Regions from separate parts of the Sus scrofa genome. Here regions 1, 2, 3, 5, 6 and 7 are each linked to region 4. A link is a contact called in public Hi-C and targeted proximity ligation data. All regions are on one chromosome and are shown on one strand. The core of a region is the stretch at or near the end of the contact, and the rest is flanking DNA. Distances in the headings are between cores, read along the strand shown.

Region 1 (4,067 bases), core at 635-3,134, 710 kb after region 4:
AAGTGGGGGAGCCCAGAGAGGGGCTGCTAGTCGGGTACCCATGAATACAGTGTGAACGTGCATTGTTCTGACATGTTATCCCAGGTGCTTCTTGGAGGGGAACTGAAGGTCAAAGAGGTCATGCAAATTGCTAAGGTCGCACTGCTGGGAATGACCAGAGCTGGCTTAGAACCCAGGTCCCCAGGAGAGTCCATCCAGCACCAACATCTCTGGACTGTGCTGTCCAGAGGCTGGCAGGCTTTGCCAGCCTTTGGGCTTGTTTGCTCTGCAAGACCAGCGTTCCCCAGCGGGGCTCTGCCTGGACCCAGCCGTGGTCCCCCCACCCCCCACCATCTCACAGAGGTCCCAGCAGGGGGTGATCCTGATGAGATCCGAGGCCAGATTATTGTCCCCTCCTCCTGCTTTGGGGCTTGGCTGCCTGCAGGATAAAACCTTTTCTAAGGCAGTGACAGGTGGAAAAGCCAGGGGACCCCCTGTCGATGGAAAGTTGGGGACCCGGCTGGCCCAGACTGTGAGAGGTGACGAAGGAAGGGTCCTTCTGGCTCAAGCCTGAGGGGCCAAGGACAGCAGTCAGGCCTTTCAGCTGGACTGGCTGCGGAATCGAGCATCTTAACCCTGAGCCAGAGTTTCTGACGCTTGCTGGCACATTCCTCCCGAGACAATGGCTAGAACGCTTCCTCACTTCTTGGAAGAGGAACCCCTGCAGGAAATACACCTGGCAAAGGAAGTCCCACTTTGTGAGCGTCTGCGACGTTCCCGGACACTGTGGTGTGTTTTACGTGTTGCATCTTTTCGAATCTTCTCGAAAGCTCCCCGTGAGAAGGGTAGCATGATCTCCATGACAACCGTGAGAAACGCAAGCTTCAGAGCTGATGTAACTTGGGCTACCTCGCCCAGCGAGGAAGTGAAGGAGGCAAACTTTGAATCCAGATCTGACAGCTCCGTACCGAATGCATGGCATCGACCGGCCTCCGTCTCACAGCACAGGATGTGTGTCCTAAATCATCTCAGGGGCTAATCTCAGATGGAAATCAAAGAGAAAGCCATTGTCAGGGGTGAATGACTTCATGAGAACAGAGCCTCTTATCAGCTGAATTGTGCTCCCCCCACACTCACGGGTTGAAGTCCTCATGCGATTGTATGGGCAGATGGGGTCTTTACAGAGGTAACTGAGTTAAAATGAGATCACACAGGTGGGCCCTGATCCGGTGTGCCTGGTGTCCTGATAAGAAGAGGAGATCAGGACACTGACACACACAGGGGGCTGACTATGTGAAGACACAGGGAGAAGCTGCCACCTGCCAGCCCAAGAGAGGGGCTTCAGAAGAAACCAGCCCTGCAGACCCCTTGATCTTGGACTTTCTGCCTCCAGAACTGTGAGAAAACAAATTTTTACTTAAATCACTTTGTTAGCAAATGAGTTCCGAGGCCCTTTAAAAAGTCCTGTGTTCTTAGCCCCTGCACACAGGAGACGCGCACTCCATGTTTGTTGACGGGCGGGAGGAAGGAAATGCCTCTCCAATACGCAGGGAGAATTCAAATTTTGATTTTTGCAACCAAGCCTCTGTCCTCCTGTTGAAACTTCCTGTTTCTGAGGAACAGAGATTTTTTTTACAGATCCCAGAGGGCATCCAGTAAACCCAACAGCGATTACCAAATAATTCTGGTTTTGATGAGCTCAGTGGGTATGAATCAGAAGCAGACAGAGTAGCGTTTCCCTTGAAATATACCCAAGGTTAAATGTTAGAGGGAGAAACAAAAATATGTTTGGGAATTTATCGCCAGGAAATCTCGGCCGTGTTGGCTCCCTAAGCCAGGTGGAGAAGGTCTTTCCTTCCTCCTGCGCAGCACAGGAGCCACCAGGAACCTGGACGAGGCCCGATACTGCTGTTGTCATGCCAGGCCATCCTCGTGGCTCTCATCCCAGTCTCCTGTTTGAAAAAGGGACTTCTGGGGTGAGGGTCCCTCCTGGGAGCCCTCGTCATCCTGGCGGGCTGTGGCCTGGAGGATGACTTGGCTCCAGTGCCCACAGGAGGGAGTCACAGTAGCTTCCAGGAGATGCGGAGGACTGGGACAGGGAGAGAGTATGGGGGTCCACACAGCTAGGAGCCCCCAGCCCCTGGCTTGGCGGGGGCGGGGGGGACCGAGGCTCCTGGTCTTGTGATGGAATAGGACTGGGCATGGGTTTGAGAAGGTGGAGGCGGGGTGGTGCACAGCACTTCGAAGCCTGGCTGTTTTTAAGGGCATCCCAGGAAACTGGTCGTGGCTGGGGTGGAGCTGTAAGAAAATCATGGGAAATGAGTTCAAGCAGGAGGTCCTGGGGAGGCCTCATGGTGGCCGGGTCTGGAAGCGCCTAAGAGCTCAGATGGTCTGGCTTCTGATTGGGCTCTGCCACTTGCTGGCTGAGGGGCACGGGCAAGGTCCAGGGCTGAACACGTCTCAGCCTTTTCACCTGCTCCCCATGGAAATCCGGTCTACCTCCAATGATCCCTGGAGGGCGGCTTGGGGTGATGCATGACGAAAACCCCAGCGCAGGCCAGACCCCCCCGTAAGAGCTCCATTCTGGGGCCAGCCTCTCTCCTGAGTTAGCCAGTCACCATCTCACAGGGTCACTTGCCTGCTCCAGACAAAGGGTCTATCTCCTCTCCCAAGGGGGAGATCTGACCTTGCTCCTCCATTTGCACCTGCCGGGGGGCCTCACTGCCTGAAAGGAGCATCGCAGCACCTTCAGAATCAGCTGCCCTTAGCTCATCAATCTCATTTCTCGCCACCTCCCCCTGCACGCTCTCAGGAACTACTCACAGTTCCCCAAACCGCCCCCCCCAACCCACCCCGCAACCTCGCAACCTCCGTGCCTTCCAGCACAATGCTCCTTCCTCTGCCTGAAACTCCCTGCCCCTCCCTCCGTCTGGCTCCAGCCCACTCCTCCCACACCCCTTATCTCAGGCCACCCCACCCCGCTCTCCCCCCGCCCCGCGGGGCGGGGGGGGGCATCTCTCCTGCCACTCCCTCTGAACAGTGCTGTGCCCCCTGGCCTCTCTCTGGTCACATCTCCCCTGCCTCCCCCTCTCACCCCCCACCACACACCTAGGCTCTGCCCTAGAACTCCTTCCCTTCCAGGCCACCTGCTACCAGCTCCCAGTGTCTTCTCAGTTCTGCCTCCCTGGTGCCTAGTCCAGTGTCTGAGACACACATCAGCCCAATACACGTGTGCTGAAAGACTTAATGACTTAGTAAATGAATGACTTCTCTGGGAGGGGGGGCCCGTCTCAAGAGTGAGTCATCAAGCCTTGCCCCCACCCACTGACCTGGTGAAACACTCCCCGTGATGACGTCACTAGTTACCCTTAATTCTCAGAATCACCCATGCCTTCTTCTTTCTTCTTCTTTTGGTCCTATCTGCTTTTCATCCCCCTCCTCCTCCTTCCTTTCCTTCCTCTTCTGGGGGTGGCACCGCTAAATAAGGCAATGCTCCCCCGGGGCCAGGATCGGGGCCGGGCCGGGCCGGTATTGTCATGATTTTCACCCAGTTACACGAGATGATGCCCAGTGAGAACTCGGGACACCTAGAGTGGTCCAGGCACAGAGACCCTTCAGCACACGTGGGACCCCGGGGCTCTTGAGTCACGGGGTGGGAACCTGGGAGGACGTGGGTGGGGGAAGGAGGAGGGCGTGTGGCGAGACCCTGACCGAGGATGGGGTGTGGGAACCCGGTGAGTTTGGGCCCCTGAAAACCTCCACGTCCCAGGCATCCTGGGTGTGCCGTGGGTGGCGAGGGGCACCCCCCTCACCCACACACTCCCCGCCTGGCTGCTTCCCTCACCCCAACTCAGAGGATCAGGCAGGAACCCAGAGGTAACACGCTCCAGCCACAAACCTCTGCCGATCCCAGGACTCCCCTGCCCCTTTCCTCTTGTTTTCTCTCCTTTTCCCTAAGACTCCCCCCAGCTTCATTAAATGTCACAGAGCTGTTTCCGGCATTAAGTTATGAGGAGCTGGTCATTCAGAGCATGCCTCTAGGTCACTGCCATCTTGCAGTTGTATTCCTGTCCGTGAGGATGAAAAAA
Region 2 (3,972 bases), core at 1,317-3,816, 830 kb after region 4:
GGAAATCCATTTTGGCTTTGCCTGTCATTCTGAGCAGAGCAGTTTCTGGGAGGCATCCATCTAGATGTGGGCTGCATTAGGCACCACTGCATACAATGACATTGAATCCCTGTGTGTTGCTTTGGGAAACGCTGCTATTGTAGCACTAAGAGATGAGGTTACCCGGTTTAGGCTGGGCAAGCACACCCAGACACCCACATTCTCCTTAAATTACTTCACTAGCAACCTGCTTGGGATGATTTTTTTTTTCTTTTTTTTTTTAAGCCTGACTACATTCCCTGAATGGTCCAGTCTGGTCTTTTTATTCTCCTTCGTGCCCACACAGTGCCTTATTCTTCAAGTACACATACAACACATGTTACAATTGAATTCTTCTCCCTTAAAATCTTCTGGCAATAATTTTGCTTGAGAGGAATTTAATCGGCCCCATTCTCGTTTCCTTTTCTTGGGATTATCCCTGGGTAATACATCTTTAGAAGCTAAGAAACTATCTGAGCTTTAAGTCACGGGGATTTTGATAATAGAGGTGGCTTAACCTCCCCACGGGCAGAACTGCTTGGGCTTCACGTGTGTCATCTGCTCTTGCTATTTGCAAATCCTGTTGAATTTAAGCAGGTACAGTTCTATGGCACAAGCACTGTGTCTTCTTTATTTCTAGGTCCACACACAAGTGCTATAAGTAAGCTCCGCCATCGCCAGGAGGTGGTTTGGTTGCTTTTGTGAATGTAATTGACTGGGCTGTGAGCTAGGCCAGCATATACAACAGCTCTCTAATTCCCGTGCTGTTATGGTGGGTGAGACGAGAGGAAATTATCAGACTCAAGACCTTTCACTGGGAGTTCCCGTCGTGGCTCAGTAGTTAACGAACCCGATGAGGATCCATGAGGATGCGGGTTCCATCCCTGGCCTCGCTCAGTGGGTTAAGGACCTGGCATTGCCATGAGCTGTGGTGTAGGTCGCAGATGTGGCTCAGAGCCTGCATTGCTGTGGCTGTGGTGTAGGCTGACAGCTGTAGCACCGATTCGACCCCTAGCCTGGGAACCTCTATATGCCAAGGGTACAGCCCTAAAAAGCAAAAAAAAAAAAAAAAAAAAAAAAAAAAAAGCGTATAAGACTTTTCACTGAAGGGATTTCTACAAGATTGAGACAATATCCCCCAACACACTTAGCCCAAGGACAGAACCGTTGCCTGTTCAGACTCCCTTGCTAGCATTGTAAAGACAGACTGATTGTAGGGACGGGGTCATCCATGGGGAAATAAGCACATGGAAATATGCTGGAAAACTTAGGAGAACATAGGGTCAGACCAGAACCTCAGTTCAGCTCCCTCCTCAGCTGAATCCAGCAAGTACTCCAGTGCTGGGTGCTTGGGAAACAGGAGAATGATGCCTGGCCAGACGACATCCCTGAAGCTCTTTAGGGCCATGTCTCCCTAAAGACAGACACGTGTACCAATAATTGTAGCCACCTCCAAAGTTTAGGGGAAAGAAAATAAGAAGGCTGTTAACACTGCCTTTTAAAAAGGGACTTTAAGAACTGGAATTCATCAGGTGAAGAAAGAGAGAGAGGCATGTTTCTGGCAGCGGTAACGGCGCACCAGCAAGTCCTTGCCCTGTCCGATGGGTAGTGTCTTTCTGTGATATTCCTGCTAAGTACCTAACTGGCCTCTGCTGGGTTCCTCCAGTAACGGGGAGTCTAGGACAATCTCTTCCAACTTCAGAGAGCTCTAGTGATCTCACAGCTCTTCCTTCTGTTCAAGAGATCAGAGGCATTGCCATCCATTGGTACAACGCCCCCAAAGCCACAAGGAATGAGTTCAATCCATCTGTGCTGTGTAGACCCCATGGCAGTGCTTGTTGATCAAGAGCACTCTGCTGGATGGTGTGGTGCCTGAAAGTCTTGACTGATACCCATCCAGTGTCTAGCCCACATCCTAGTAGCTTTTGGGCCAGGGGGAAGTACCATGTACTGGAGCCGAGAGACTGAGATTCTAGCTTGGGATTCTATTCTCAGTAACCATATGACTTTTAACAATCCCCCCCCAGCTTTTCCGAACTTGGAGTTATTCTTAACACGTCCATAAGAATTTATTGAGCATATGCAATGGTGTAAACAGATCCTGCTGTCAGGATTTCTCAGCCAAGTTGGGGAAGATGGGAAAGTGAAAAGTCAAGTGTAGATCCAGTGTCGTAAAGGCATTAGAATGCATGAGATTGAAAAGATGCACAAAATTGGCAAGCAGTTAGACTGACCAAGGTGGACGGGGGAGGGGAGAGCGCCTAACCATCAGAAATGAAAGAGGAGACACTAGTCCACAAATAAAAAGGACTAGGAGATGACACTTTGAACAACGGTAGCAATGGTATGCCAATCTGTTAGACAATTTAGATGAAATGGACAAATTCCTAGACAGACACAAACTACCGAGAACTGAGTCCAGAAGAAATAGAACATCTGAATAGATTTAGAAGCTGAGAGATCCATCATTGAAAGACTTCCCATCTGAAAGAAAAAAAAAAAAAAAAAAAAAGCCAGGCTGTTCTGGTTTCACTGGTGACTTCCCTCAAACATTTAAAGAAGAGATAATACCAATTCTTCACAAATTCCTCTCAAAAATAGAGGAGGAGGGACTACTTCCCAGTTGAGTCAATGAGGCCAGTATTATTGTCAATTAGGCCCTAAGGCCAAAATAAGACAAAGACGCGGCAAGGAAAGAAAACTACAGATCAGTATCCCCTTTGAATATAGATGGAGGCGTTCTCAACCAAATACCAGCAAACCAAATCTAGCAAGTATAAAACCGATCATACCCCATGACCAAGTGGAATTTATCCCAGGAATGCCAAGTTAGGTTAAAATCCGAAAACGTGATATAGTCGCACATGGGATCTTTATTATTTGCCACTAAAAAGGAATGAAGTACCAATTCATACTATAACACGGATGACCATTGATAAAAAACTTGCCAAGAGAAAGCAGCCGGAAACAAAAGACATCGTGTATTGTACGATTCCCTTTATACGAACGTCCAGATTTAGAAGCCAACCTGTAGAGACGGAGAGTAACTTAGAGGTTGCCATGGAGCTGGGAGAAATGGGGGGAGACAGCTCATGGATACAGGGCTCCGTTGGGGGTGATGAAAATGTTCTGAAGTTTTTTGGGGGGACAGTTGCCCAACTGTATGAATGAACTAAAAGCCATCAGGTTGTACTCTAAACTGGCGAATTTTATGACATGCGAATGAAGCAATTGCATATTTAGAGAAGAAAGCAAAGTGCCTGAGAGCAGCACCTGAGCCAGCCTGGCATTGATTCAACCCTACTTCACAGCACCTGTGTGTGCTGCCCCCGTGGTTCAGCACCAGCCTGCTGGATGGTTTGTTTCACTGCCAAGTGAACAGTAAGCCTGAGAGCTGTGGGGTGGGGCCCCTGCTTTGTCCCCAGCCCCCCCTGGTGCTTATCAAAGGAATGTGGAGATGGCTTTGGGGCAGTGACTACACTTATCTCTTCCATTTCCAGACATCCTCCGGGAATTCAACCCTTCCCTGAAAGGCTTCTCTGTTGGGACAGGAAGAGAAAACAGCCCTGGGGCCTTTCTAAACCAGGCTGTGGCAGGATCCCGAGCAGAGTGAGTGGGGGGCCCTGGGGCGGGGGCGCGGGGGTGGTGGTGAACCACACACATCCTCTGGGAACCTCTAGGTTGACCTAGACTGGGGTGTATGGTTGAAGGTTGGGGGGTTGGCCTAGGGCAAGGGTCTAAAGTCAAAGACTGGATGGGGTGGGCTCTCTTGGGGTTGTCCCTTCTTGTGGGACACATAAACCTGCTAGCCCACCCCTCCCTGGACCTCCAGGAACTAGTCACAGTTGATTCTGATGCCAGGTACATGCTTTGAGCAGTTGACTTTGCCTCCTCTATAAACCTCATGTTCACCTAAGGCAGCGGCCGTGAGCAGACTCTGTCTGAGTCCCAGGT
Region 3 (3,696 bases), core at 624-3,123, 670 kb after region 4:
GCTCGGGGTGTGGTGGCATCCTCGGCCCTCCCTCTGGCGACCGAACATACCCCTCTGGGTGGTTCTTCCTCTGGGCCCAGCTACTTAATCAAATGGGGATAATGAGGCTTGCAGAGCAGGCAGAGTACTGGGGAGGAGTAATTAGGCAGAGTTTGGAGGAAGCTGCTTAGCTGGGTGGGGCCAGGCCTGGCTGGCACGAGGGGGCTCTCTGGGGAAGCCGTCCCAGCTCATTCTTTCAGGCCTTGGCACTGAGTCAGGGCTGACATGATAAATGCTGCTGTCATACCTGGGCTGGTGAGTCCCTGACCCGCGGCCGTCCTGCTCTCCCTTCGAACCCATGACACCCCCTTCCAGGGGGTCCAGCTCCAAGTGTTGTCGCAAACCAGCAGTGAGCTGCGTGTCCTGGGACCTCTGAGCCACGCTCCTCCTGCCTCCCTGCCCCCGCCCCGTCCTGGAAGGGCTTCTTCCCCTCCTTAAAATGCGGGTAAAAGCCAAAAAGCTGGTGAGCCATTTACTCAAGCCTGACCGCGATCCTTGCCCTTGACCTCTAGCTGTCCCCTGAAGAGGAGGAGAAGCGTCGAATCCGGAGGGAGAGGAACAAGTTGGCCGCAGCCAAGTGCCGGAACCGTCGCCGGGAGCTGACGGAGAAGCTGCAGGCGGTGAGGCGCTCTGCTCGGGGTGGCCACCGAGCAGGGACCCCGGGGCTCCTGGCCCTTCCCGTTCCTTGCCCTGGTGACCTACGTATGAGTCCATGCACACAGACCCATTCCTTCCTTTGAGCACACGGGTCAGCCCTGCCCTGATTAAAGGGGTGTCGGGGGTGTGGCCTTGAGTACCAGCCTCAGCCCCTTTCTCCCTCAGCGCCCAAGACCTGCTGGGACTCCTGGGTGAGGGATGGCAGAGGCTGCCAGTCTTACTGGGCCCTGGGAGCCCGGGCAGGCCCAGACCTGCCCCCTCCAGGGCACCTTGCCCAGATTCCAGCTGCCCCCCATGCCCGCTGCAGCAGGAGCGGTCCAGCCTAGCTTTAGCATCTTGTCTGGGCAGCAGAGACACCTGCTGTCTGGGGTCCTTCACCTCTGCAGCGGTCTTGACGCTCTCTGGGTCTCATGGGAATGGGTCACGTGCAGCTGAGCTGTACTCTCTCGGGGTTTTCTCATCTCCTTTGTGGGCAGGAGGGTTCCCCGCCTCTGTTGTGAGCCTGAAGCTGTCACTTTGGTACCTCATTCTGCCTTTGTGAGTCATTCTTTCTCCCCGGCTGCCTAATTGCCCACACCTGGGGGCCCGTGGCCCTGCGTGTCCCTCGCAAATGCTTGACCCGATCAGCGTCTCATAACCTCCCTCCAGAGCCCAGCTCTACGGGATGGGCCGTGGGCCATGGGGAGGAAGTCCAAAGCCAGGACTGGCTCTCCCCGGGGTGGAACCATTTTCAAAAGGAGAAGCGAGAGACTCTGTCGGTGGTCCTTACCGTGACCAGCCAGGCCGGTGCTCTGGAGCTCCCCATTACCTGGCATGTCCCATTACTTCATTTACTCCTCCCAGGTACCATCCACCTGCCTCTGCTCCGCTGTGTCCACCGCAGAGCCCCTGCTCTTGGGTCTTGAACCTGCGCTGCGTGAATTCCATGGCACCTGTAGTCATGTGCCCTGGAGGTGTTTATAGAATCGGGAGGATGGTTGGGGGGGGGATTCTCTGATGCCAGGTGAGGTGGATCCCTTAGTGACCAGCACTCCACGAGGAGACCCCCTCCGGAGCCCACCCTGTCACTGACCTTTCAGGGACCATGCGCCCTGGGTCTACCTGGGCCCTCCTCCCACCAGCCCCAGAAGAGTCTGCCCTCCGAGGCCCCTATGCTTTCCTTTCCTCTCTCCCCCGAGAGCCTCACACCCTCACTCCCCCGCCTCCCCACGACCCAGCCACCAGGCCCGTGAGCCACATCCTCTACAGGAAACCTCTCATAAGCTCATGACGTTCATCAGACCCTTGCGATAGATGGAAACTTTTTTTTTTTAACTCCGGAATATGCTGTGCTCTGCGTAGCGAAGCTCTGGCCCATCATGCTGCCTGGTTCTCAAAGAGGAATCTGTGTTAGGGAAAGGTGGCGAAGAGGCTGGTGTGACACACATGCCTTTTCGTCTTCCGTCACTACCGCCTCCACGTGCATTTGCTGCTTCTCTGGCTTTGTGTGACAGGAGGGGCTGCGGTCCTTGCAGTGGGTCCCTGCCATCCTCACAGGCCTGCTCAGGCTGTCCGGGGTCTCCTCTGTTCAAGCGCAGGGGCTGAACTGGATGTTTGCCCAGGGTTCTGTGAGTCCTGAAACATATGCTTTTTACTGGGAGCCAAAAAGGGAAGAGGAGCTAGAATATGATCCAAAGGGGATGAAGTGAGCACTTCCTACAAGCCAGGCGCTGTCCGGGGCTCATGTGCGCAGGCAGAAACCTCCACGGCCACGTGGCTTAGAGCTTAGTGTCTCTGTGTCCAGAGTGAGCTACAAGAAGGGGGTGGGGCAGCTGCATGCCTTCCCCTCAGATCTCACTATTACTCACCCCTCTGGGGTCCCAGGGGGCAGTCCTGCCACCAAGGCAGAAAGTGTAGTGGCATGTCGACTCTGGAGTCAGCCACACTGGGGTCAGATCTGGGCAACCCTACTTGCTTGCTCTGTGACATTGGGCAAATGATTAAACCTCTTGGAAACTCAGTTTCCTGATCTGCAGAATGGGTTGCTGATAACACCTGCTTCAAAAAACTGCTACATTGAATGAGAGAATGCCTGTGAAATGCTTCACACAGTGCCTGGCACAGAGGAAGTGCCCGGTCATGGCAGCTACAATGGCTAATTCACCCTTCCTCTAAGCTGACTTTCCTTTTTTTTCTCAAACTGTTACTCCTTTGGCAAGTAAAGGAACCTTGAAGCTGCAGGTGACTCCGAAGCAGTGGGCTGTGAGCGGGTCCTCTGAGGTTCTGGTCGGTTTTACCCTTTTCACCTGGGTTTGACACCCCCCAGCCCACCCCCTGCTGTCCCTCACCCACCCCTCTTCCCCTGCAGGAGACAGAGGAGCTGGAGGAAGAGAAGTCGGGGCTGCAGAAGGAGATTGCCGAGCTGCAGAAGGAGAAGGAGAAGCTGGAGTTCATGCTGGTGGCCCACGGGCCTGTGTGCAAGATCAGCCCTGAGGAGCGTCGGTCCCCACCGGCCTCTGGGCTGCAGCCCCTGCGCAGTGGGGGCAGCGGAGGCGTGGGCGCCGTGGTGGTGAAGCAGGAGCCCCTGGAAGAGGACAGCCCCTCATCCTCGTCCGCGGGGCTGGACAAGGGCCAGCGCTCCGTGATCAAGCCCATTAGCATCGCTGGGGGCTTCTATGGGGAGGAGCCCCTGCACACCCCCATCGTGGTGACCTCCACTCCTGCCATCACTCCGGGCACCTCGAACCTCGTCTTCACCTACCCCAGCGTCCTGGAGCAGGAGTCACCGGCGTCGCCCTCCGAGTCCTGCTCCAAGGCTCACCGCAGAAGCAGTAGCAGTGGGGACCAGTCATCAGACTCCTTGAACTCCCCGACTCTGCTGGCTCTGTAACCCAGCTCCCTGGGGGGGTCCTCGACACTGCCTCCTTCCCAGGGACCAGCACCTTCCAGCGCTCCAGGGCCCTGAGGGCAAGAGGGGACCCTGCCGGAGAGCTTCCTGGCTCGGGGGAGACCCAGGTGGGA
Region 4 (3,666 bases), core at 782-3,281:
GCTGGACAGTCTAGGCGATAACCGTCTTAACAGGGTTAGTGCAGGCAGAGGCTTGGATTCCTATCCTACTTGGGGCAAAATCAAGCGAAACTACCCCTTCCCGTCAAGAAGCTCTGGATTCCAGCAGATGGTTTTAATTTGGGCTTTAAGTCCTCTGCTGGCTCTGGAAAATCTTGATCGTGAGGCTTGGCTCTGGTTTCCTCTGGCTGTCACGCACACCGCTTCAAAAGTCAGTGCAACTGTGGCAAGAAGTGACCACAAGAGGGCAGTAAAGACCCATCACTATGCAGCAATTTGCAGGTGGGGCTCAAAGCCAGTAGACGAGCGTTTCAAAGCAAAGCAAGAGTAACAATCAGATCCTGAACTCTCTCAAAATCAGGATTCTGAAAGGGTTTGGGGCAGCAAGCTGGGTCAGGTCACCAGTGTCTTCTCAGCCTGTTTCTGGTGCTTAGTTCCACCTGGAGAAAGTCTTTCTCTAGTTATAATGCAAATATTTTATGGAGGAGTTTAGGCATTGCCTATCTATTACTTACACACTGTCTTACAGAGAATTTTTCACACTTGTCTCCCCCCCCCGCGCTGTCTTTATTGAGGAACAATTGACAAAAATTGTATCTAATTTGATTGATATTTTGATATATCACTCATTTCCAAACTCTGAATTTTTATTTATCAGACTTAAAAGGTAAAAAGAGGAGACACTATCACCTCTGTTTAAGGAAACTGAGGCTCAGAAACCGGAAGAGACTTGCTCAAAGGCATGCCAAGTTCATGGTGGAACCACGATTCCAGATCCTCTGCTTATTCCTTCTAGTTTTCAGTAGTTTATGTTTGTAAGCTTTGCGAGTTTCTGGAGCAAAGACTACATCTGGTTCCTCTTTTTGTCTTGGAATGGTGCTCCCTTAATCTTGAGGGCTCTGAGTGGGTGTGCTGTATAAGGTTCTGCCCTTTAGGAGTTGGATTCCATGATCTCTCTCTTATCCCTCCTGATTCAGTAATTCTGTGATTTGGAGGCACAGCCCTAACAATGACAGTGGCAGCCCTGAGTGATCCTACTGGCAGAGCATTTCAACAAGGGCAGCCACTTGGCTACCAGCCTATAAAGATCTATCGTTAGCAATGCCGCGAGGGCGGGGGACATTTGGGCAGTTTCTCAAATTGCGCAGCCTTATGGGAATTGCCTTTAGGGGAGGAGAATGAAAAAATATCTAATTTTAGCAGTTACGTATAGGAATATATACTTACGTACACACATGTATATGTATGGTGTAGAATGTGGTGAAAAAAATTTTTTTTTTTTTTTTTTTGCCACACTTTTGGCATGTGGAAGTTCCGCTTCAGAGCCAGGGATCAAACCTGCGCCACAGCTATACCAGAGCCGCAGCAGTGACAATGCCAGATCCTTAACCCACTGAGCACCAGGGAGCTCCTTTCTTTTTTCTTTTTCTTTTTTTTTTTTTCCCCCCTGAGGTCAATTTTTAAAGTGAGTTTATTTGAAGAAGAACATGAAGCCAATAATGCACGGTGGCCTGCAACACGGTACCAAGTGTAAAGGAGGTGTACCAATGAGTGAAGTTGAAGGAACTGTGGTGAGGTGGGAAGGTGTTGTAACTAGAGTCACAAAACTAATCTGAAGTCTGGCTCTGTCACCCAAGCCATGTAACCCTGATTAAGTTGCTGACTATACACAAGTCTCAGTTTTCGCATCTGTAAAGTCAGAAAAGAATTCTTGCCCCCCTTAACACATGTGAGAATACATGAAAGCACACGGAAGCCTGGAGGACTGTGCAGGTGTCCACTGGAGCTAATACTCCCATTCCCACTTCCACCAGGGTCTTTCGGGACCTCTTCACCATCACAGAGGATGCCTCCCAACTAGGGTCTGTCTCCCAGATCCCCAGGACCAAATCCAGTTCAGTTTGTTGTCCACACCTGGGTCTGCCATTCTGCGAGGAGGAGGAGGAGGAGGGAGGGGCTGGAGAAACCCTGGAATGAGTCCGGGAACAAGTCCCAACACATCACTGTTTGCTTTGTCATCCTGGTTCAATGACCTCATACAAGGAAGGGAGGGAGCGGAGGGAGCTGTTCTCTTCCAGATACCTAAGGAGGCTTCTGACATCTACTCTTTCCCTTGTCATGAGAAGAGCAGGCGCCAGGCTGTGATTTTTAAGGTCTGAGCTAATCTTGGCAATGAAAGAGAATGGCACCTCCCACAGCTGGCCAGACGAGGCTTCTTGCGGAGCTGCCTGGAGCAAAGGGGCAGGGGGGCTGCCGTGGGTGTTGGAATCCAGGCTGTTACCCCTGCTCCCTGGAGGGGCTCCGGAATACACAGCCCTGTCCCCAAGTCCTGACCAGCCTTAGTGCTACTTGGGTGCGTGCAAGGCACTGGCATGTCTCCCGGTTGAGGATAAAGAGCCCAGGGAGGACAGCTTTGAGTTGTTCCGAATCTAGTGCCTATGGGACAGCCAACTGGGGTGGACAGTAGCTTCAGCGACCCCAGTGTCATCATCCTCACATACTCCTACATCTTCACACACAATATTCAATGAGGACTTTCTGAGCACCTACTGTGTACTAAGCCTTTTGGGGAAATGAGACAGCCAGCACCTGCACCCAAAGGCTATGTAGGATCTCAGAGTCACCTTTTTACCACTGGGATTCCTTTTGTCATCCTTACCCCAGCCCTTCTGCCATCCTTAATTAATGAATAATTAAGGTGTAAATAAATTATGTTGTCAGCCAGACAAATTGCATTTTTACGGGGGTCCTTTCCAAGTTTTTTGTAGCCAGATATTTATGTAACTGCAGATAAGTACTTCTGCTCAACAATAACTAACAGGGCTATACTGAGCTAGTATCCAGTCTGACAAAAGCAACAAAATTTAGCATTGTAGCTATCCTGATTATCCTGGTTGGGCTCTTTAAATTTTTAAAAAGTAGCCGGCAGACTCCCTGGGGAGTCCATTCAAGGTTTTAGATAGAGGTGGTGACATGACACCTGGGTTTTGAAGGACAAACAGGAGCTCACAATCAGGGAGAAAGATTACTGCAGGCAGAGGGGGCAGAAGGATCCAGGTGCTGGGCCCAGTGCCTCCATACCCGGGCTGGTCAGGTGGATCAGGCTGTGGCTTGAACTCAGAGGGTGGAAGCTGGGGTTTGGAACAGAGCTGATGAGGGTGCAGCTGAGAACCAGGAGTCTTACAGGTGAATGTTCTAGTCTGGTCACATGCTGGTTCTGGAAAGACTGAGGCAGGAAACCCCATTAAAGTCCCTTTGGTTCCTGAGGGCAGGAGGGAAAAAGATCGCAAAGGACAAGCCAAAAAGTTAGTCTCCCACCCTGGCTGCCCCGCCCTTTAGCTCCGAGAGCAAACCATTTTTTTGTGATTTTTTGGCTCATCTTGTAAATGTTCCAGAGTCAGAACAGGCTGTGCCATGGCTGAACAAACCTGTTGAACAAATAAACAAGGCAGGCTTCAGGGCTAGGAAAGCACTAGACGTGGGCCCCCATCCAACCAGGTCCATGGGTTCTGGCAAGTCTGTCCCGAGGCTCTTCCTTTGACTGTGACAGGTGGGAGTGTGGGACTTTGGGGTCCTTGTGGCTCTGTGATCTAAGCAATTTGCCCACAGAGAGGAAAACTCCAGAGCCTCCAGTTGAGCAGCCTCCTT
Region 5 (3,676 bases), core at 451-2,950, 610 kb after region 4:
AAGACATGGAAACAACCTAAATGCCTATCAACAAATGAATGGATTAAGAAGATGTGGTACATATACACAATGAAATACTACTCAGCCATAAGAAAGGACAAAATAATGCATTTGCAGCAACATGGGTGGAAGTAGAGATTCTCATATTGAGTAAGTGGAATAAGTCAGGAAGAGAAAGACAAATACCATCTCATATCACTAAAACGTGGAATCTAAAATATGGCAAAGGTGTTTCTGTAGTGGCACAGCCGAAACAAATCTGACTAGGAACCATGAGGTTGCGGGTTCAAACCCTGGCCTCGCTCAGTGGGTTAAGGCTCCAGCATTGCCATGAGCCGTGGTGTAGGTGGCAGACATGGCTTGGATCTGGCATTGCTGTGGCTCTGGCGTAGGCCAGCAGCTGTAGCTCTGATTAGACCCCTAGCCTGGGAACCTCCATATGCCATGGTGAGGCCCTAAAAAGACCAAAAAATAAAAATAAAAAATATATAAAAAATTAAAATAAAATAAAATATGGCACAGATGAACCCATCTACAGAAAAGACATAAACTCATGGACATGGGGTGCAGACCGGTGGTTGCCAAGGGGGCAGGGGGACGGAGTGGGATGGACTGGGAGTTTAGGGTTAATAGATGCAAACTATTGCATTTGGAGTAGATAAGCAATGAGATCCTGCTGCATAGCACAGGGAACTATATCCATCACTTGCAATGGAACATGACGGAGGATAATGTGAGAAAAAGAATGTAGATATATGTATAACTGGGTCATTTTGCTGTACAGCAGAAATTGACAGAACAGTGCAAACCAACTGTAATTTAAAAAAATATTTTAAAAAGAAAGCATCGTTAACTTTATCAACAATGGCTAAGACGTAGGATTGGGACTACATCAAACAAACAAGCTCAGTCTGTTGGAGATAAAACCTGAAACCTTTATGGGTATACTCGCATGATGTCTAGGATGGTTTTCAAGTAGTTTTTTTAAAGTGGGAAAGTGAAAGAGTTTAGAAAATTGTTAGCGATGCTGAGGCCGAGGGGTGGGCTCACTGGGGATCCTTTTTCCTCTTGCGCATATTTGGACGTTTTCATGATTCAAGGTGTCAGTAGAGAGAGGAAGGTGTGAGTTTCTAGAGCACTGACCCCACAGACTGATTAGAGCCAGGCAGACGTGACCTCACTCATCCCACCTTGGAAGTGGAGGGGACGTGGGAGCCTCTGCAGGTAGGAGGTGAGAGCACAGGCCCGGAGGGGCCTTGGGCCTCTGGCTCAGAGGATGGCTCCCCACGTTGCCCAGGAGACACCCCCCACTCTCTCTAATCCCCTCATCCAGCCAGTCACTGGCCCTTCTTATCCTACCTCCAAAATTAAAGCAGGGAGTGGTACCCAGAGATGGGGGGCTGATGGCTTCCAGAGACATCAAGGGCTGGTCATTGACAGCTGCCCCTCACTGTCCTGGCCACCTGCAGAGGTCATTGTGGCCACAGCAGCCATTGTACATTACCACTGCCTGAGGGCCTGTGGTAGCCACATCTCTGGCCCCTGTGTCACTCAGGCTTGGCCTCTAGGTGGGCCTCACCCAGCCCACTGTGAGAGGAGCAATTTCAGCCTGGGGACTTTGCCCCTCCTGGGTTCCAGAGCCAGAGGCCACAGCTGGACTGCAGGACAGTATGGAAAAATGCCACTCACCCTCCAGAGAGGCCCCGACTAATTACCACGGCAGGAGGGAGAGAGTGAGCAGCCTTCTAAGGACCAAAGGAGGCAAACCTGCTCCCCCTCGGGGGCCCGGCTGCCTAACCAAGTCTGGATGATTGGAAAAGCTTTCCTGCTGATTCCTTCAGTCCCCACCCAGATGCTTAATGAAGAAAACAGCTTTTCTGTGCTTCCCGAGCTGCCACACACAGCCTGGGCTGGCCTTACAGGGCCGGGAAGGCCCAGCAACTTGACTTTCCCAGGCCCCTCCCACCCAGAACAGGGCCCAGGAGGCCGTTTCTCAGTCACGCATCAGCCTGTGGGGCCGGCTCTGAGCCTGGGCCTCCTGCCAGCAGCGTGAGCCAGGGGGAGCTGGGCTCAGACGCCATCCCAGCGCCTTTGCTCAGGGCTCACTGCCCTTGGCTCTGCCCCTCCCCCACCTCCCAGTCACCCTTGGGTCCAGCAGACCAGCTCAGGGTTCTGCCTGCTCCAGGGCCCCAAGGACCAAGACTCCCAGTGATGGAGGGAGGGAGGGCGGAATGATGAGAGAAGAGGGTGGCCGAGGGCAGGGGGCAGAGAGGAGCTGCCCAGGGCCCTGGCTCTGGGATGGACCCCACCCCCCACAGCCCCTGAGTTCAGGAAAGTTCTCCCACCCGCACCCCACCAGGACTGCAGGCAGAGTCAGCGGGGAGGGGTGCAGGCGCTGTGGCCGCTTGGGAGCAACTCCTGATGACCAGTGGTGACTCTGGTATCTGAAGCATCTGGAGGCCCTGCAGCCAGCCAAGCTGCAGCACGGATGCGCCTGTTCCAACTGGGCTCTGGGAGCCCAGGCTAAGGACGGAGGCGCCCGGCCTGGTTTCCTCCCAGGCTCTCCCAGAGACCACCCACGTGGGCTCTATCAGCTCGGATTGTGGTCCAGATCTCCAGCTCAGCCCACACACCCACCCATCTGCGAGCTGCCAGGCTTTCCTCTCGGGATGGCTTAGGCCCTGCAGCTGACCTGGGAGGACATCCTGGCCACAGGGAGTGAGGCGGGAGGTTGACACAGAGCAGGAAAGGGTGGCCCAGCACCGGAGACGCCCCCGCCGGGACTGGCCATTGACCCTGAGGATGCAATCTTCTGAGACCAGGGTCGGGGCCATCCCCCAGCACCTGCTTTGCCCACTCAGGCCTTGATCTCTCTTTCCAAAGGCACCCCCTTCCCAGGCCCAAGGCGCTGTCCTGATGGAACCATGTGCTGCCCTCACTCATACACCAGGAACCTTGACTCAGGCTGGTGCCCTCTGGAGGGGGCCCTTTGCCTCACGTGGCCCCTTCATGGGGCCCTGGCTCTCCCCCTACCCCCCACCACTCTGCACGCTCAGTATACATCTTTCTGGAACGTGGGTCCTGCCTCAGGTCAGAGTTCTTGGAGCGCTGGGACGAGGACCCGGGTTCTAGAGTCTAACCATCCCAGAGTCAAATCCTTGTTCCGCCGGTTCCTCCCTGGGTGACCTTGAGTGAGAGACCAGAGCTCAGTTGCCTCATCTGTAAAAAGGGAATAATGACTACTTCACAGGTGGTTTTTTTTTTGTTTGTTTTTTTGTTTGTTTTTGTTTTTTTTTAAGGGGATTAAATACGTGTGTGACATGCCTGGTCTGGGGCTAGGTGCACAGCCATGCTCGCTAAATAAGGCAATGACGAACACTGTGGCGTTGCTGGCCCTCGTCCTTGTCATCATCCTTGAAAAGGGTGTTGGTCCTCCGAGGATGAGAACCAGGTCTTTTGTCTCTGTATTCTCTCGCCTTCCTACACCCCCTGGCAGCACCCAGTGGAGTGAGCGCGACTGGTACGGGGGAAGGCCCAGTAAAAATTTGGAGGAAGGGAGTTCCCATTGTAGTGCAGCCGAAATGAATCCAACTAGGAACCATGAGGTGGCGGGTTCGATCCCTGGCCTCACCCAGTGGGTTAAGGATCCGGCGTTGCCATGAGCTGTGGTTCAGGT
Region 6 (3,917 bases), core at 1,297-3,796, 750 kb after region 4:
ACGAATCTGACCAGTATCCATGAGGATGTAGGTTCGATCCCTGGCCTTGCTCAGGGGGTTAAGGATCCGGTGTTGCTGTGAGCTGTGGTGTAGGTCGCAGACGCTGCTTGGATCTGGCATTACTGTGGCCGTGGTGTATCTCAGATTTGACCTCTAGCCTGGGAACTTCCATAGGCTGTGGGTTGGGTGGCCCTAGGAAAAAAAAAAGAGAAAGAAAGAGAAGACAGACTAGACTTTGAACAAGCAATCCCAAGTGTGTGTGTTGGAGGAGAAGAAAGACCAGGGAACCATAGACAGGATCTGTCATTGGCTGGGCATTTTATGAAGAAATATTTACACTGAGCCTGGAAGGAGAGTTAATGGGACCAAGAGCTGGGAAGGGGATCGGTGTGGTCTGAGAGTTCCAGGCAGAGGGAACAGCATGTGTTAAGTGAGGTGGCAAAAAGGATGAAATCCTCAAGGACGTGGAGCATAGTGAGCCTAGGATCTAAGAAAAGTGGGGGTGGGGCTTGTGGCTGGAGAGGAGGACATGCAGGGCCTTATGAACCATGCCAAGATGGCTGGACTTTGTCCAAAGAGCAGTGGGAAGCTGGCAAAGGATTTTATATGAGGGTATGACATCAGGTTTGCACTCTGAAAAGATGTTTAGGCTGCTGTGTGAAAAAAAAAAAAATAGATTGCAACAGGCAAGAGTAGATAGGGGAATAGCTATTACAGTCAGCCAGGGGAGCAGAGATGGTGATGTGGGCCCAGGTTGGGGCAGTAAAGATGGAGAGTGGCGAGTGGACTCAGGAAGAGGTTTAGGGTATAGAATTGATGGGACTCAGAAATGAATGACCTGTTCGGACTGAGGAGGAGAAGATTTCAGGATCATTCTTGGGTCCATCTACAACCATTCTTGTTACTTCCTGTAGGACTGCAAATGAGTGGGAGGAGATCATAGGTTTATTTCTTAACTCCTGAGTTTGAGGTGCCAATGAAACATCAAAGAGGAAATGCCAAATCAATGAATCAATGGGTTTATGGGGTTTGAAGATTAGAAGAGAGGGCTGGCTGGAAATTGAACAGTAGGAATTATTGACGCATGGATTTGAAATAAAGCCATGGGGTGGGGGGTGAGATCACCCTGGGAGACGAGTCCAGGCCAGAGGCCTGAGCAGCTCTAGCAGCAGAGGGCAAGAGGGCAAAGGAGGCTGAAAAGGAAGAGGTTGGAGAGAAGAAACCAGAGAGCTAGAAGCATGGGGGCCCAAGGTAGCATTTTCTGAGAAGAGGCAGCTACCCAGCCGTGAAATGCTGCTGAGATGTCAATAGGAGGGGGTCTGAAGACCTCACTGTCCACTGAATTGAACAGACTGTTGATCTTGGGCGTTTCTGGTAGATTAGTGGGAGCAGAGGCCACAATGAAGGTGGGGAAGACCAGTGAGTAGAAGGGGTTTTAAAAGGTCACCCCACCCCAGGGATGAGCCAGGGATTGGTACAGGGATCCAGGGAAGAGAGGCTGAAGTTTGAGAGCTTGGTGCCTCACTCTGATCAAGAAGACATGGACCTCAATGTCAACAGAGAGGACCAATAGGGAAATGGCTCCAGGTGGCTCCTGGAGCAAAGAAAGTGAGTGGGGTATAGGAGGAGGCATCCAGTCCCCGTGGACCACAGAGACCACACTGAGATTCCCGCTGCTCTCTGGAGAGCCTGTGATTAAGGCCCACAGCCCTGGGTGCTCCTGGTCGCACCTGTTTCCCCTAAGAGGCCTCCAAGGGTCAATCAGGGAACAAACCCAGATGAACAAAATAAGGAAGTGCTGTGTCTTGGGTTAAGAGGGTCGGCCTTTGGAGCAGAAAAACCAGTGTTAAAAATCTGGCCTCAGAGTTCCCTGGTGGCTCAGTGGGTTAAGGACCCGTCATTGTCATTGGTGCAGCTCAGGCTGCTGCTGTGGTACAGTTTTGATCACTGGCCTGGGAACTTTTGCATGTTTTGGGTACAGCCAAGAAAATTCTGGCCTCACCACATGCTCTCTATGTGATTGGGGGCAAGTTTCTAAACATTTCTGTGGCTTACTAGAATCAGAAATGTTTCAGAATGGAAAAAGTGCAGCGATTAGAATGGAGGTAATTAGGAACTGGAAAATCCTTTTCCTCAGGTTTTCTCTTCTGGGGTATAATTGGTTATCACCCTCTACTTATTAACAAGGTCCTTCCAGAATCAAGGAAAGAAGAACGGCAGGCTGACCAGCAGTGCCTTGGAGAGGCACACAGGTGCTCCCTGGAAAACAGAACCTGGGGTGACAAAACTCCTCAGGGCTGTGCCCGAGCCCAACCTGGCTGTCCTGACGGCTGGAACTCAGCGCAGATCTGCCTGCCAGGCCCCGCCTGGTCTGGCAAGCCCATCTGCATCAGCACCTGGGACAGAAGGCCAGTCAACTGCCACCCCCGTGCTCCCCGCCCACCGCACAGCCTTCTCCCCAGGTGGTGCCCATCAAAGGTAAACAGGGAGCCAGCCAAGCAAACACATTTGTGCACCATCATCATCATTCCTGAGCTATTAACACCACGTACAGTGTGTGTGGGCATGGCTGACAGCCCAGCCCCACAGCAAGCCGGTGACGCCAGGCCACAGCCATCCTCTGCCCCCCAGCCAAAGGCCCAGAGGCCCCATTCTGGATTGCCGTGTGGATGGAGGGACAGCACCAGCTGGTAAGCTCCCCTGGCTGGTGGTAGAGAGCCTCTCTTCCTTCCCAGCACCCCTGGTCCAGGAGAAGCCTTTTTTGGCAAGTGGGCTGCTCTGAACACAGGCCAGGGAGGCGTGTGGGGTCAGGCCAGGATGGTTAGGGCCGTGGGAGCCAGGAGCCTCCCAGCAAGGTCGGAAGCATGTGAGATCCCCAGGAAAGACCAGGAGGCTTGGGTTATTCCCTTTGATCTGAAGAGCAGATCATAGCTCTCACAGGAGGCGAAAGGAATCGAATAAGGGAAAGCTTGGCCACGTAGCATAGTCCGCTTGGGTTGCCTCTTCCCAGTGGGTGTCTCACACCCAGTCTCCCCCAGGGGACCCCCCCCAAGCCCTTCCTTGTGGGATCTCAGCTCTGGAAGAGCCGGCACACAGCTTCTCCTGTGTTCAGTGCCTACCGGCCATGCTGGCCAACCTGTCTCCTTCTTAGAAGGGAGACGTGAGCCCTGGGCTTTCTGTTGGTATCTGCTATGCCGAGCCTCTCTGACTTGATCTTGGCCATTCCGGGGCTGAGGTGCAGAGGGCAGGCATGCCAGGTTCTACCCTTAGTACCTGAGCAACCTTCTTTCATTCATTTATTTACTCATCCAATCTTTAATGAATGCTTGCTACAACAGGTGACCTGCCAGCTGCCGGGGACATAGCAGAGAACAAGGAGGCCAGGTTTCATGGAGTGTATGTTCTCCTGGGATTCACCCTTTTTTTTTTTTTAAATCATTAATAAGGTTGTGCTATTTGAAAATTGTATTTTTTTCCCCTAGCCATACATCGCTGGTCCCTTCTGCATTTTGTCAACTTTCTCACTCCTTAATTAAAATCTTCTTATCTTTAGTATATTGATTATAAGAAAATCCTCCACCCCGAAGGAAGCTAAATCTGCTCAGTTACTTGCATTGGACAGTGTTTTGCATGTATGTGTGTGTGTGTGTGTGTATACATAGGTTTTGTGTTTTGTATACACAGGAACACTAGTGTCTGGATAATGTTCCAGTTGGACAATGCCTGATTTAAGCCTCCTTTTGGTCCTGTGGCTGGGAAGGATCTTGGAGAAAGCAGGCTTGGTTATTCTCTTTGCCCTTGGAGAATATTCACCCAACGAATGAAGATTTGTTAGGGATTCGTATTGCGGAACACTGAGCTAGGTGCTCTGGCGGGGAGGGGTTCTGGGGTTGCCTGCCGAGATGGCAGGAAGGGAA
Region 7 (3,923 bases), core at 1,319-3,818, 590 kb after region 4:
TTTGGAGGGTTTGGGGTGAAGGGCACTGGGGCAGAACCAAGACCCTTTGTAGAGATTCTATTATAAGGAGGACTCCTGGGACACGCGGGGAGAAACCCCAGATGAGTCCGTATTTACAGTGGCCGTTCAGGACACTGAGGACAAGGCAAGACCACAAGGTGATTAGCGGGGCTTGTCTTACACTATTTACAGGACTGCTTTGATTTTCAGACCACAGCCGGTTTTGCATATGACTGATGAAAACCATGTGCCGGTGGAAGTCACAGCTGCAGAAGAAAACTGGAAAAAAAAGAAATAAGCTTTAGATGGTTGGGAACTTGCCTCTCTTTGCAGAAATGGATTCCGACTTAATTTGTATGCCCTTGATTTCCTGACAGTGAGGGTCGTGTCCCCTGAACCACTTCTTCCCCCTGCTCCCCCCCTGCCAACGCCACGTCAGCCCGACTCGTGCAAACATTGTAAGGCTCGTCTTATGACCGCCGGGAGAAAAGCGTTGTGGATTCCAGCGAGCCCACTGCGTCTTGTTTTGGAAAAGAATGATTGTTTAGGCTCTTGCAAGAGGAGAGAGGTCCCGAGCAACTGAGGCTGAGGCAGCCAGACCCCAGCATCTCCTCTGTGACATCATGCCAGAGCGGGAAGTCCACGCTCCAGTGGCCCTGGGATCAGGGCGACATGGGGCAGGTATCTTAACTCGCTAAGCATCTGTCTGCCCGCCTGCAAAGGGGGACCGTGCCTCCTGCCACACGCGACAGTGCTCTGAGCACCACCTGTGCTGTGTTTTATCTGCTTTAGGCACTTCCTTCCTCTCCCCGGAGGCTCCAACCTCGAGGGACTTTTTTATTCTCTGTTTTGGTTTTCCTTTCCTTAAAGCTGGACCGATTCAGATGTTTACGTGTCAAGATGGGCTTTTGTTCTTTTGAAAAGGTCCATTGACTAAATCAAGCGCTGTGGTCCCGGTGGGGAAAAACCCTTTAGAGGAGGCTTGTTGAACAGAGGCTCCTAACTGAGGCGTCCGAGGGTCTCCCCGAAGGCTCCCTGTCACCGCACCCTGTAGCCCCCTCAGCCCCTTCCCTTCGGTGGGTGGGCGATTGACTTTTCCAGGCATTACTTCCCCTGGCATCTTCGTGAGGGCTCCCCGCCTCTGGTCCTCCTCTTGATGGGAGGAAGAGGCGCGACCAAGAGGAACAGGCCCTCTTTCCGCCTCCTGAACTGCCGGTGCCTCTGAACACCTGCTGAACACCTGCTCGGGACTCTGCCGCGTGCGTGAAAGCGCATCCCAGATAATGACGACTCCTGCCTCCACCACCGCTCACCACCTATGGCTCGTCGGGGCCTGGGCTTGGCTGGTGCCTAATTCAACAGATGAGGCAAGACACTAAAAGGTTAAGTGGCTTGGCCAAGGTCACTTGGCTGTCTTAGAACCGTTAACTAGTGGCACTTAGAGATCACCAGGTATATGCGTCTTCTGGTTACAGGGAAGGAAACCCAGGCCCGGCTCCAGGTGAGGAAACGAGCCAGGGCCTGGACTGGGACCTGTGTCTTCTGCTCATGGTTCAGTGCTCTTTCTACTTGCCCCACTGCGCCCCCTCCCCCGCCCCCTGCCTTAGGATACATGTTCTCTTGGACAGTAAAAGGTCCATTTGAGGACTGGGCCAACTTCGATACCCCCATCTGGGGCAGCCAGTGCCATGTGATTCTCAAATATCCCTCTGCCTAAGTGACCTCCCCCTGACCCACCCTTTGACCAGAGCTACATGCAGGGCAGCAGCTCTGCAGAAGCCACCCAGGGGCATAGGTGCCTCCCACTGCAGGGCTCAGCCTTAGACCCCACGAGTATGCGTCCAGCAGCTCGGGGCTGCATTTCAGGAGACACACAGTGTCCCGATGACGGTGGTTGGGTGTCCAGTGCTGAAATGGATCATCTCTGTGCCTCCACCTGTCAGCTCAACATGATAAATGAAAAGCGATCTAAGAAGGCCCCGGGGGAAGGATGAACCCGGAGCAAGGACCTCAGGGCCTCTCCGTCCACACGGGGGGTTTCTCTTCTGCAGCCACATGTGCTCTGGCTGTTCCCACAGACTCGGCCTCTCCCCCTCAGACCCAGCTGGGTCGCCATGGTAACAGTGGACCTCTGTTGATCACCTAGTAAGCCAGGCACCAGGCTTGGGTAGCAGTGATTACGCTTGAAGGTAGCATGATCACTCCCCTTTCTCAGCCCAAGAACTTCAAGCTGCAGAGGTGAGTCACTTGCCCAGGTGATGCCTGGCAACCAGGAAGGAGCAGGGCCAGGCCTTGAGCCCAGGTGTGGCCACTCCAGGCCTGCACCGCACACTCCCCGTCCTTCACAGCCCCTAGCCTGCAGGGCTCGGAGGTCATCGGGCACAGCTCCCTGCTTTGTAGGTGCCCAGAAAAGAGAAGCGATTTACCCCGAGACCCAAGGCCTGGAAAGGTAGTCCCGCCGAGCCCCTCTGCCCCCCCGCCGGCGCCCTAATTCCTGATCTCAGGGTTAGCCTGCTCCACCCCCCGCTGCGCCTGTGTGCTCAGGCCAGGAGCCAATTCATGGAAAACCTACCTGGCCTCGGCCTGGGCTCAGCTCTTTAAGTTTAATTTGGCTGACCTGAGACTCTGGGATTGGACAGAGTTGTGTTTTTCGAACACCCAGAGCAAGGGGCTGAGATCCGTGAAGAGGGTCAGAAGCTTATGTTGTCCTAAGTCCCATTTAGCTCCAATTTGGTCTGAAAATAATTTCCCTTCCAGTGCGAGCAGAACGAGGCGCTTGATGGACTCAAGGCCTCTCTCGCCACGGGTGCCTTTGGCCAGTGAACGGGGACAGGGGACGTGAGAAAACCTTCCCCCCACCCCCTGTAACGCACTGACACTTTGCAAGCTTACCACACACTTGGTCTTGGGGGTCAAAGGGTTTTATAAAAGGTGACAGACAGCTAGTGCCATTGGCAAGCGATAGGCTCCGGGCAGCGCTCCACTCTCTCTGATAACAACTGAAATAAATGAAAACGGTGCTTTAAAAAAAAAAAAATCTATACGTGGATGGGAGCCAGTTGCCATTTTCCCCTCCCCCTCTGCTCCCCGAGCTGACGTCGTGAGGATCCGCGTTGAGAAGCGCTCGCTGACAACAGCTGGTAGCACCATGCCTTTTAATAGCCCTTCTCCACACTGCTTCCCCCCCGGCATCACGCAGTTCGCCCTGGCAGGGAAAGCCCAGGACAGAACAGGAAACTTTTGAACTTTCTGAAGAAGGAAAGAGCTTGCCGTAAAGCTTGCTCCCTCTTGCCAAGACCTTTCGGTCGAAGGAGCTTGCGCTGCTGCAGCCCCTTCCCCCAGAAGTTTCCGAGAAAAACTTGAGCTGGTGAGATTTGCTTCATCTGATTGGCCCAGGGTGACCCCAGGAGCGAGAGTGGGGAGACAGGACCCCGGGGCCCGGGGCCAGTTTCAGCAGCAGCCAGCACCCTTCACTCCTCAGGCACCTGTCTCAGAGCCCACAGCCTCTGCCTGTGGTGTCCTCACCTGTGACTTGGGACGGGGCGCCACCCCGCCCTGTGGTGCTGGGGTGGGTCACACTCCGAGGTGTACTTCAGGCAGCCAAGCACATGCAGTGGAGGTTGGCTGCCACCTGTCCACACCGGACCCTCTGAAGAAGGGCCACCAGGCTCCCCTCAGCAAACACGGGCAGGTGAAACTCGGGGAAGGAATGAACGGCAGCAGCTGGCCGGTTGACAAAATTCGTGCCCACACGTTGTCCCATCCAGGCGGGCTGGTCCCCCCCTCCTCCCGGAGGAAACAGAGCCCAGGCTGCTCTCGCTCTAGGCCTGCGGCTCCACCTGCCTCATCACAGTGCCCGCCTCCCAGGAGCACAGTCGGACTGTGCGCTTTGCCGTCCGAAGTCCCAGAAGAGGTAGGGATTT

What was found. Hi-C and Micro-C count contacts between places; a contact is called where the count stands out from the background.
Region 1: a contact with region 4 is called in a Hi-C map of embryonic fibroblasts, with 2.8 times the contacts expected there. A contact is called at or near these places in 1 of 5 promoter capture datasets (liver), 29 of 47 Hi-C or Micro-C datasets (adipose tissue, alveolar macrophages, blood and 17 more) and 2 of 2 datasets of targeted methods (alveolar macrophages and skeletal muscle).
Region 2: a Hi-C map of retroperitoneal adipose tissue shows a contact between it and region 4, with 2.1 times the contacts expected there. A contact is called at or near these places in 9 of 47 Hi-C or Micro-C datasets (alveolar macrophages, embryonic fibroblasts, heart right ventricle and 5 more) and 1 of 2 datasets of targeted methods (skeletal muscle).
Region 3: a targeted proximity ligation map of alveolar macrophages shows a contact between it and region 4. A contact is called at or near these places in 13 of 47 Hi-C or Micro-C datasets (embryonic fibroblasts, fetal liver, liver and 6 more) and 2 of 2 datasets of targeted methods (alveolar macrophages and skeletal muscle).
Region 5: a Hi-C map of embryonic fibroblasts shows a contact between it and region 4, with 2.8 times the contacts expected there. A contact is called at or near these places in 2 of 47 Hi-C or Micro-C datasets (embryonic fibroblasts and fibroblasts) and 2 of 2 datasets of targeted methods (alveolar macrophages and skeletal muscle).
Region 6: a contact with region 4 is called in a Hi-C map of embryonic fibroblasts, with 1.7 times the contacts expected there. A contact is called at or near these places in 5 of 47 Hi-C or Micro-C datasets (embryonic fibroblasts, fibroblasts, liver and 2 more) and 1 of 2 datasets of targeted methods (skeletal muscle).
Region 7: a contact with region 4 is called in a Hi-C map of liver, with 6 times the contacts expected there. A contact is called at or near these places in 3 of 47 Hi-C or Micro-C datasets (all in liver) and 2 of 2 datasets of targeted methods (alveolar macrophages and skeletal muscle).

The regions. Positions count from the first base shown.
Region 1 is chr3:110,787,213-110,791,279 of Sscrofa11.1, reverse strand. No RefSeq gene overlaps it. Among named protein-coding and RNA genes, the nearest start is that of PLB1, 48 kb to the right of the region's middle.
Region 2 is chr3:110,667,490-110,671,461 of Sscrofa11.1, reverse strand. It overlaps PLB1 (phospholipase B1, membrane-associated), which reads left to right. Exons shown (of 59, transcript XM_021087673.1): 22 at 3,519-3,627. Among named protein-coding and RNA genes, the nearest start is that of PLB1, 72 kb to the left of the region's middle.
Region 3 is chr3:110,824,803-110,828,498 of Sscrofa11.1, reverse strand. FOSL2 (FOS like 2, AP-1 transcription factor subunit) reads left to right here. Exons shown (of 4, transcript NM_001315740.1): 3 at 552-659; 4 at 3,044-3,696. The coding sequence ends at 3,565. Among named protein-coding and RNA genes, the nearest start is that of FOSL2, 16 kb to the left of the region's middle.
Region 4 is chr3:111,494,321-111,497,986 of Sscrofa11.1, reverse strand. No RefSeq gene overlaps it. Among named protein-coding and RNA genes, the nearest start is that of SUPT7L, 36 kb to the left of the region's middle.
Region 5 is chr3:110,879,410-110,883,085 of Sscrofa11.1, reverse strand. No RefSeq gene overlaps it. Among named protein-coding and RNA genes, the nearest start is that of FOSL2, 38 kb to the right of the region's middle.
Region 6 is chr3:110,739,864-110,743,780 of Sscrofa11.1, reverse strand. PLB1 (phospholipase B1, membrane-associated) reads left to right here and starts at 2,546. Exons shown (of 59, transcript XM_021087673.1): 1 at 2,546-2,690.
Region 7 is chr3:110,900,731-110,904,653 of Sscrofa11.1, reverse strand. All of the region lies in intron 11 of BABAM2 (BRCA1-A complex subunit BRE), which reads left to right. Among named protein-coding and RNA genes, the nearest start is that of FOSL2, 60 kb to the right of the region's middle.